Linked DNA regions of Pan troglodytes: region 1 is linked to region 2. Evidence: chromatin contacts called from public Hi-C data. All regions are on one chromosome and are shown on one strand. Each heading gives the region's core, a stretch centred on a gene start, on an enhancer-like site or on the middle of the called end of the contact. The rest is flanking DNA. Distances are from core to core; before and after follow the strand shown. Region 1 holds the start of B3GNT2 (UDP-GlcNAc:betaGal beta-1,3-N-acetylglucosaminyltransferase 2). Region 2 overlaps LOC129143133 (a long non-coding RNA gene).

Region 1 (4,365 bases), core at 870-3,369, 210 kb after region 2:
GGCCTTCATCATACAAATGCCGCCTGCACAAAAACTAAATGAGAAACAGTGAACCCTTGCTGTAGGGAGAAAAAGCAATATTCCGAACTAAAAAAGTAGTTTCAAACAGAAGATCTAACGATAAACACATTTGTAAAGTCTGGGCAGGGAGGAAAAGGATTCCTCAAATTACTCAAGTACAGCCCTATGGGGCTCCTTCACTTCTGTGTTCTTAAAATCTAATCTGGTTTAAGAGCGCATGGGCTCAGAGTAAAACTCTCCCAAATTCCTCCAGGCTTAACCACCCTCTACTCAAAAGAACCAGGAGCAGGAGTTAGGACAATAGGAAGTGACCGCCCTGCCCTGCCCTGCCGGTCCTCCCTCCGGGTCAGCTGTCAGATCCGCATGGGTGCGACTATAAGCCGGCACCGGAGCCCCGGGACTGGCTCGGCCAGGGTCCCCGCCTTTTCACTCCCAGTCCCGGCCCTGTCGGCCACCTCGTTTACCACCTCCAGAGGCACAAATAATTATGCCGGAAGAATTTGTTTTAACAAGTAGAATTCTATATTCACCAACTGGCTTCGCTATCGGATATTACGGTAGGGTTCCAACAAGAGAAGGGCAAAAGAATATAGTTTAATTGTTCTAAACAATCTTTCTGAGAAGTTGGGGTGGCTGAGGCGGCCACGGGGATACAGCTCAGGCACCTGTGAGCTAAGCCCACTCAACAAACTAACCACCCCTACGTTTTGGGCAGAAGAGCGCCGCCTCGCCAACCCAGGTTATAAATGTACATATTTTTAAAGATGAGCTTTGACGCTGTGACACTTGTGGGGAGTCTCCTGACGGCTCCTCTACTTGATGGGGGTACAGGGAGTTCTGCGGCCCCCAGCCCCGAGTTTCAAATACCGTGGCCTGGAAATTAACCAGGTGACTCGGTTTATTGCCTCCAGAAGGGTCCGCCTGCCGTGCTGGAGTAGCCGCCAGTCCCGCGCCCGCAGCCCCGGCAGGGCCCCCCACGCCCACCTTCCCACGAGGAGTGTCTGGCAGAGTCCGGCTTCAGGCGCTCCCTGGCCTGGCAGCACCCACCCCACTCCGCCCCACCCCACCCCCACGACTCGGGCTAGCAGCCTGGTTAATCATTCAACGCAAACAGTGTGGAATATTTTTTTTAAAGGTCAAAGCGAAAGGTTTTCCCGAAGTTTGGCAGAAACCAGTTTTGGGGGAGCCGGAGACAGAAGTGGCAGAGGTTGGGGGTGGGGGGTGGGGAGCGGCTGCCGGCGGCTCTTTGGCTCACAAAACACCTGATCTCCCCATGCGGCACGGGAGGCCGGCGCAGTGCGAGGGTGGGGTGCGGGGGTGCGAGCGAGGAATCACGCGCGCCCCCCTCCCCGAAATGCCCGCGCGCCCCGGATGAGGAGGCCCGGCCCCAGATGCCCCTTGCCAAAGCCCGCATCGCCCCGGCGCCGGATCCCCCGGAAGTTGGGGTGCAGCGAGGAGGGGGAAGGTCCCCGGGCTCCAGGGCGAGGTGGGCACGGAATGGGTTGGGAGGTTCCAAAGCCCCGCAGCGGGCGGTGTCCCTCTCCTCTCCCTCTGGGCTGAGGTTGGGTGGCTGGGACGGCGGGAAGGTAAGGGAGGCTTAAATGCGGCAGGAGCCACCTAGGGACGGCCTCCTCCACCGGGGCGCGGGTACGAAGCCGGAACCGGCGAGGAACCGGGCGGGGGTAGCAGGGTGTCCGGAAGGTGGGGCCGGGAAGCAGGGAGGCGGAAGGGGACTGGTAGAGGGGCCTGGCGGTGAGAGGGCAGCGGGGAGGGAGCCGGCGGGGGTGCTCGGCGCCCGGGCCCTACCTTGTCCGGGAGCAGCTCCAGCTCGGCGGGGCGGGGGCAAGGGCGGGAGATCGCGGCCACATCCACGTCCCGGCCGCTCCGCGCGGCTCAGCCCGGCGACCGCCGCAGCTCACGCTCCATGCGCGGCGCCCCGGCGGTGTCGGCGGCAGGGACTGCTCCGGCTCGGCTCTGCTAGCCTCCGGCACTTGTTGCAGCTGCTGCCGCTGCCGCTGCGCCTCACTCCCGGCTCCGGTTCCAGGCGCAGCAGCCGCCGCGGGCGCCCGGCCCCGCCCCTCCCCTGCCCGCCCGCCAATGGGGCCCGGCCCCGCCCCTCACGTCACCGCCCGACGGCCCCGCCCCGCGCCCCAAGTTTTGGGAGGGTTCCGCTCTCCCCACCCGGTACCAGGACCCACCCGGGCCCGCGCTCCCCGCGGCTTCCAGGGACCCTCCAGCCCCCACGCACCCGCCTGCAAAGCCGAGGGTTAAGCTGGGGAAAGGGGGCCTCTAGGAAGGCGACCCCCCTGGAAATGCCTGGCAGCTCCAAAAACACCAATGAAACTCAGCTCCAGCCTCCGCCCCTCCAGTTGTGGGTGGCCCCTCTTGCGGTTCGTCTGAGGCTAGGGGACTAGGCGCATCGCCTAGCGAGACTCCAGTGGCCTTTTCTGTCCAGTTTGTAACCGGAACTAGACCGACCCCGGCCGCCCCCTCCAGTGGTGGGGCGGGTGAGGAATGGCCCCGCCGGGGAGGCGGGGGAGGGAGGCCTGGGCCACCCTGGGGTCTGACCTTTGCTCCACCTCTTAGGTGCTCACGACCCAGAATGGTGCCCTGCTTGGTACTGCCACTGGATCCTCTGGCTTATGAAGCCGTCCAGGACAGGAAGGGTGGGGGGTGGTCCTTAGTTCTCTTCGTGGGGTCATGCAGAGTGGTTTCCTCGAGGTCCCACGCCCGTCTCAGGAAGCCAGAAACGCAAGATGCGGGGCGCTCGGCCCGAACCCGTGCCGCGGCCCAAGGGGCAAGGCGGATACCGAGGCGAGACCTAAAGGGCCGGACTCTGACCGCACCCTCCGGACACTGCAGGGCTCCGCCGGCCAGAGGCGGCCTTGGCGCCAACCACACCTACCAGCGGGGTCCCCAGGCCCACCGATGCGCCCTCCTAGCCCCGCGCTCCTTCGAGGGGTTCCAAGGTGACTCAGAGACGCAGCTGACACAATTCTGAGGCCCCCAAGTAAGCCTGGCGATACCGGATGGAGAAGTTACCTGGTCTTGAAAGGCCCAGTCCAGCCAGCGAGACCCGCGTGCGCTCCGCGGGGAGGCAAGCCTAACCAGGGGCTCACCTGGAAGCGTCCCCGCCCCCTGGTCCTTATCTCTGAATCGAAACCGAACCTGGACCCATCTAGATAATTGGACTGAGCAATTAAGGACGCTTCGCTCCTAACTGTTAGCATTTTTCCCTAAGGCTCTCGGAGGCGGAATCAGCTGGAAAGGAACATTGCTAAGTAGGAACTTCAGGCACCTGTAAACTGAGCCCACTCAATAATCGGCCCTTTCCCTTAACCAAACTCAGCAAAGGAAGAAAGACCAAGTTGCTGCGGATGCACAGAGCCACGTGGGTGCGGGTCCTCTAGAAACAGGAATTCAGAGTCAGTAGATATGGAAATGTTATGGTTTGCAGTCTTCGGACCATGCTGCTTTCATGCTGTTCACATGATTCTCCTCGGACTGCGAGGTAAAGTCCAAGAAACAAGTCGAATGTTTGTATATTCATAGAAAAAACATCTGTAAGGGTGCACACCGACTGTTAACCACGGTTACGCGGGGAGGGGAAACAAGGGAGTTACATTTTTTTACTCCATTGACTTTGGATTTTGTATTTTTCCAGTTGTATTTACTTTCATAATTTAGAAAGCTAATAAAACATGTTTAAAGAAACAGAAGCTAGAAATTCTCTAAGAACTCTAGGAAGTAGAGGCCGGGCGCGGTGGCTCACGCCTGTAATCCCAGCGCTTTGGGAGGCCGAGGCGGGTGGATCACAAGGTCAGGAGTTCGAGACCTGTCTGGCCAACATGGTGAAACCCTGTTTCTACTAAAAATACAAAAATTAGTGGTGACATGTACCTGTAATCCCAGCCACTTGGGAGGCTGAGGCAGGAGAATCGCTGAACTCAGGGAGGCGGAGGTTGCAGTAAGCCGAAATCGTGCCACTGTACTCCAGCCTGGGTGACAGAGTGAGACTCTGTCTCAAAAAAAAAAAGAACTCTAGGGAGTATAAATTAATAAATGAAGTCTGTGTCTTCATTCTGTATCAAAATAATATTGAGTCCATGTTCCTGGGTTTAAATAAAGATATCTCTAGGCTGCTGTCTGATATTTAAATGCAGTGATGAGACAAAGCGGACATCTAAGGAAGATTTTCTATGCCATCAGATTGGTATATTGTTTCCATGCATATGTGTCTTCCCTTTAAATGCACTCCCTGTAGCCACAGACATGCTTGCAAGAACGGCCAGCCAAGGAGTTTATAGTAAAGGAGCTGCTACAATGTCAGCTGGCAACCAACTA
Region 2 (4,402 bases), core at 680-3,179:
GGATTTTGAAAAAGATAGCTTTGGATGCTAAGCATAGAAAAAAAGAGAAATGTTGGCTCTAGGCTGGGTATGGTGGCTCACACCTGCAATCCCAGCACTTTGGGAGGCCAAGGCAGGTGAATCACTTGAGTCCAGGAATTCAAGACCAGGCTGGGCAACATGGCAAAATCTCATCTCTACAAAAAATACAAAAATTAGTCGGGCATGGGGTCACCCACCTGTAGTCCCAGCTACTGGGGAGGCTGAGGTGGGAGGATCAGTTGAGTCCGTGAGATCAAGGCTGCAGTGAGCCGTGTTTGCGCCACTGCATTCCAGCCTGGGTAACAGAGAAAGACCTTGTCTCAAAAAAGGAAAAAGAAAAAAGTTGGCTTTAGCACCTCGAACCCTAGATGACTTCCTGAGTGTCATATTCTTTGGCTGCTACTCTGGAGTCACATCTCAGGGAAGATCCAGACAGATGGCTTTGGTCTTTGTGTTTGTAGGTCCTTTTTCCCTCAGATACTCACCTGCCCTACTCCCTCACCTCATCTATGCCTTTGCACAGATATTAGCAGATATCTGTGCTGATAAAAGTTGCAACTGCACCAGGCACAGTGGCTCACACCTGTAATCCAGCACTTTGGAAGCCTGAGGCAGGAGGATTGCTTAAGGCTAGGGGTTCAAGACCAGCCTGGGCAACACAGCAAGACCTTATCTCTGAAAAAAAAAAAAAAAAAAAAAAAAGTTGTAGCTCATCAATTACCCTATCTGAAATAGCCCTGAATCCCCTGCCTTATTTTCCTTTATTGCACTTGTTACTACATCCCATTATATTTTACATGTATGTGTTTAATATTTGCCTCCCTAGTTAAAATGTAAAGTGCATGAAAGGAGACATTTTTATTTATAGTCAGGTCCGCAGATCTTAGGACAGTGCCTGGCACATAATAAAAGCACAATAAATATTTGTTGAATGAGTCTTAGAGTTGAGTCAAACATCAGATAGCAGGTATTTCTACTGGGCAAATGTGGACTCACCCCAGAGGTGTGTGGAAGAGGGTGCAGAGTCTGGAGTAGTTTGGGGTGTAGATGTCGGGGGAGAGGCAATTGTCTCGGGTGGAAACAAAATCCATGGCTTGTGCCCCTGCAGTTGCAAACACTATGAGTAGACGACAGAGAGAGAGAGAGGGAGGGAGGGAGGGAGGGAGAGAGAGAGAGAGGGAGGGAGGGAGGGGGGGAGAGAGAGAGAGAGAGAGAGAGAGAGAGAGAGAGAGAGAGAGAGAGAGAGAGAGAGAGAGAGAGAGAGAGAGAGAACTAATTGTAATTCCTACTCATAGCCACAAGATGGCACTATTGCTCAGGGTCTTTACTCTGAAAAGCCGAATCTAGCAGAATCTAGCAGTCTAGTTTGGGATTCCTTGCTTCTCTCCGTCTCCTCCCGTTTCTCTCTCCGCTTTCCTCTCTTTTGTCTTCCTCTCCCTTCGTTTTTAAACACTGCTTTTATGGTGGACTTGAGCAATAGTATAGGAGAAGCCATTGGTGCTCAGAGAGAGATCCCCGAGATGGATATTTGGCCACACTAGGCACAATGGTTTGCTCATTGAGCACGGCCGGAAGGCCTGGGTTCACCAGCTTTCTCTTCTCTCTGGCCAGAACCCATAGCCTTGCTGTTCTGGACCTGGCCCGTGGCTTGGGAAGCCTCCAGGGACAATCTTGCTTCTCCCTCCCTTACTCCATCCTCCCCACCCCATAACATGCTTATCTGGGAAGCACCTGCCCTCAGATCTGGTTCCAGGGGTCCTTGCTTTCCACTTGAGAAACTGTAAACATGCACAGAATGTCTCCTGGTGGGGGTTCTGAGGCCTTTTCCTCCCTGGTATTTTAGCCTAAGGAAAAAGCATTCAGTGGTGTGGGGATGGTGGGTGGAGCTTGCGGTATTTTTCTAAGACTTTTGCAGTTGGGGAACAAATCTCCAGGGAAGGGGCAGGGCCTCGGGCTAATTCCAGTACAGTAGGATCAGGGCCAAGAAAACATCACACAAAGGAAACTTCAAAGCTCTTCCCCAGTCTGAATGGGCAGGGCCTGCTGAGAGGTCAGATGTTAACTTGATCCAAATGCCCTCTTGCTTTCAGGTGCCCCTCGCAGGCCTGCACACCCCTAGGGGATCCGCCCTCTCCCAGGTCAGAATTCCACAGGGCCCTGAAGCTTCCTTAGGCAGTGCTCCCCATCCCTGCGCTTGAAGCAAAGCCAGGGAGGGCAGAGCCCGAAGTTGGGATCTGGTTCTGACTGTTCTCTGGCCTTAGGAGTAGAGGCCAATTTCATCTCTGCAAAGTGAGGCTGGGGCTGAGGAATGAAATTACACCTTCATCCCGCTCAGTCCTGCCTCATCCCCAAACCTTGTCAAACCCTGACACTTTGCTACTTTGCAGGGAGTGGTGAGAATTAGGAATGCTGCAAGGTCACTTAGGGTGATCATTAGGACAGTCATTAATTTCTGAGGCCTAAGAGTGACTAATTTATCTCTGATAGACACAGGGATCAAAGGAGAGTATTTATGGCTTAGAAACAAACCTCCCATTCTTTCCCCTGCTATAATAAATAATAAAAAGCTCCCAGGCCTCCCTCCCTTGTCCATCTCTTCCCTGCCCCTTCCTCTCTGTCTTAACTGTCCCTGCACAAAAATTAACCCTACTCTTGCTTCTCTGTACTCTTCCCCATTCCTTCTGTAAAAACCAGAGAGGGGAAGAGAATTAGCTGGCCCTGAGAGCTTCAGCTGCAACTGTGCTGTGGAGTGAGGGGTGCTGATCCCAGGGGAAGACATAAGCCGGGCCAAGAGTGGGCTCTCCCTGGGCATTTACCATGTTTACTTTCCTAAGTATGTATATCAGGGCCTGGTTAGGCTAGAAAGCAGACTGTCACCAGTTTTATTAGCTGTGTGACCTTGAGCAAGCTACTTTTTTAAAGCCTCAGTTTCCCAATCTATAAAAGAAGGATAATAATAGCATCACAGACTGGCTTATGAGAATGACATAAGATAAAATATATAAAGTGCTCAGCACAGAGCCTGATGCAAAATAATGGCCACCACATTTACCAGGACCTCAACATCCTTATTTTATTTCCAAGAACTTGAGGCTGCAGTACAAACTGAGTCCTTCACTTTCTGTTGTAGCCTCTGGGAGACGCCAAAGTGAGGATGGGTGTGGCCCTCCCAGGACGCTGGGCCCCTGCTGTAACAAGAAACAGATCACACGGGAGGGGTTCTCAGCCTTAAGGATGCCGTGAGGTGGGCCTAGATCATGGCTTCTCACCGCGGCACTACTGACAGACCATTCTTTGTGGTGAGGCTTTGTTCTGTGCATTGTAGGCTGTTTCGCAGCATCTCTGGCCTCTGTTCACTAGATGCCAGTAGCAGCCTTCTAGTCATGACTATCAAAAATGCCTTTAGACATTGTCAGATGTCTTCTGGGGGACAAAACTGCCCTTAGTTGAGAGGCACTGGTCCAGGAAGGTGGGAAACATAGGGGCAAACCTGGCAGGGGTGAGGAGGCAGGTATGAGCCTGCGCACAAGAGCCCCTCCTACCCTGGGCAGGGCTCAGGCAGACCCTCAGCTGACTGTGGAGATTGGCCCTGGAAGACAAAGTTCTCTCTAGTAAGGCCATGGCCTTGCTTCCTCAAGAGCTGATGCCCTGCTTGGACATGGACCCCTGGATTCCCCCCAACCCAAACCAACATACACAACCCTGTCCAGCCCCAGGAGTGCTGGCCAAGAAACAGTGCCCTGGTGGCACAGAATGCTCACTAAATGGACCCTGGGTCCATTCTCATCTCAGGGCAGAGCATGGAGCCAGGCTGGCCCTGCCACTCATGCACTGTGTGGCCTTGGGCAAATTGTTTCACCTCTCTGTGCCCCAGGATCCTTATCTGTAAAAATACCTTCCTAGGCAGGTTGTTGTGAGGATTAAATGACTTCATATTTCTGAAATACTTAGAAGAGAGCCTGACTCATAGCAAGCACTAAGTGTTTGTTAAAGAAGCCAAAACCCAAAAAGAAGCTGCTGCAGACCAGGCGATGATGCAGCGTTGTGTATGTCAGAGGGTGCCTCAGCTATGACCTAAGGTCCAGGAGCTGTGTTTCCAAGGGCCTCTGGCCATTTGTATCTGGGTGTGGTGGGTGTATCTGGGGTCCCTGCAGCATCTCCCCTATTGGAGGTGGTTGTTCTTAGGAAAGTTCATTTTGACCAGAGAGAATACTCAGTGCAATGGGCTCCAGAACTTCTCACTTGACAGCCCCTGGGAATTTCTTTGACTTGAGGGTGCTGGGAGAAAAGTCTTTTCCTCTACCAACTTAGGTTTGAGGGGGGGGTTTGTGAAATGACTCACAATAGACATACGAACGGGAAAAAAGACGAGGTCTATTCA

Evidence for each region. A called contact is a pair of places that touch in the nucleus more often than the background predicts.
Region 1: a Hi-C map of stem cell-derived neural progenitor cells shows a contact between it and region 2, with 2.9 times the contacts expected there. The contact joins the promoter of B3GNT2 here to the enhancer-like site in region 2. A contact is called at or near these places in 1 of 7 Hi-C or Micro-C datasets (stem cell-derived neural progenitor cells) and 1 of 1 datasets of contacts at active chromatin or transcription factors (stem cell-derived excitatory neurons).

What each region holds. Positions count from the first base shown.
Region 1 is chr12:60,518,925-60,523,289 of NHGRI_mPanTro3-v2.0_pri, forward strand. It overlaps B3GNT2 (UDP-GlcNAc:betaGal beta-1,3-N-acetylglucosaminyltransferase 2), which reads right to left and starts at 2,120. Exons shown (of 2, transcript XM_001152203.8): 1 at 1,828-2,120.
Region 2 is chr12:60,304,257-60,308,658 of NHGRI_mPanTro3-v2.0_pri, forward strand. The region is part of intron 4 of LOC129143133 (a long non-coding RNA gene); the gene reads right to left. Among named protein-coding and RNA genes, the nearest start is that of TMEM17, 95 kb to the left of the region's middle. Within about 2 kb of position 1,930, at least 12 of the 24 cell types and tissues checked have an H3K27ac peak or open chromatin away from gene starts, as enhancers often do. A contact at or near this core is called in stem cell-derived neural progenitor cells, where this site is marked.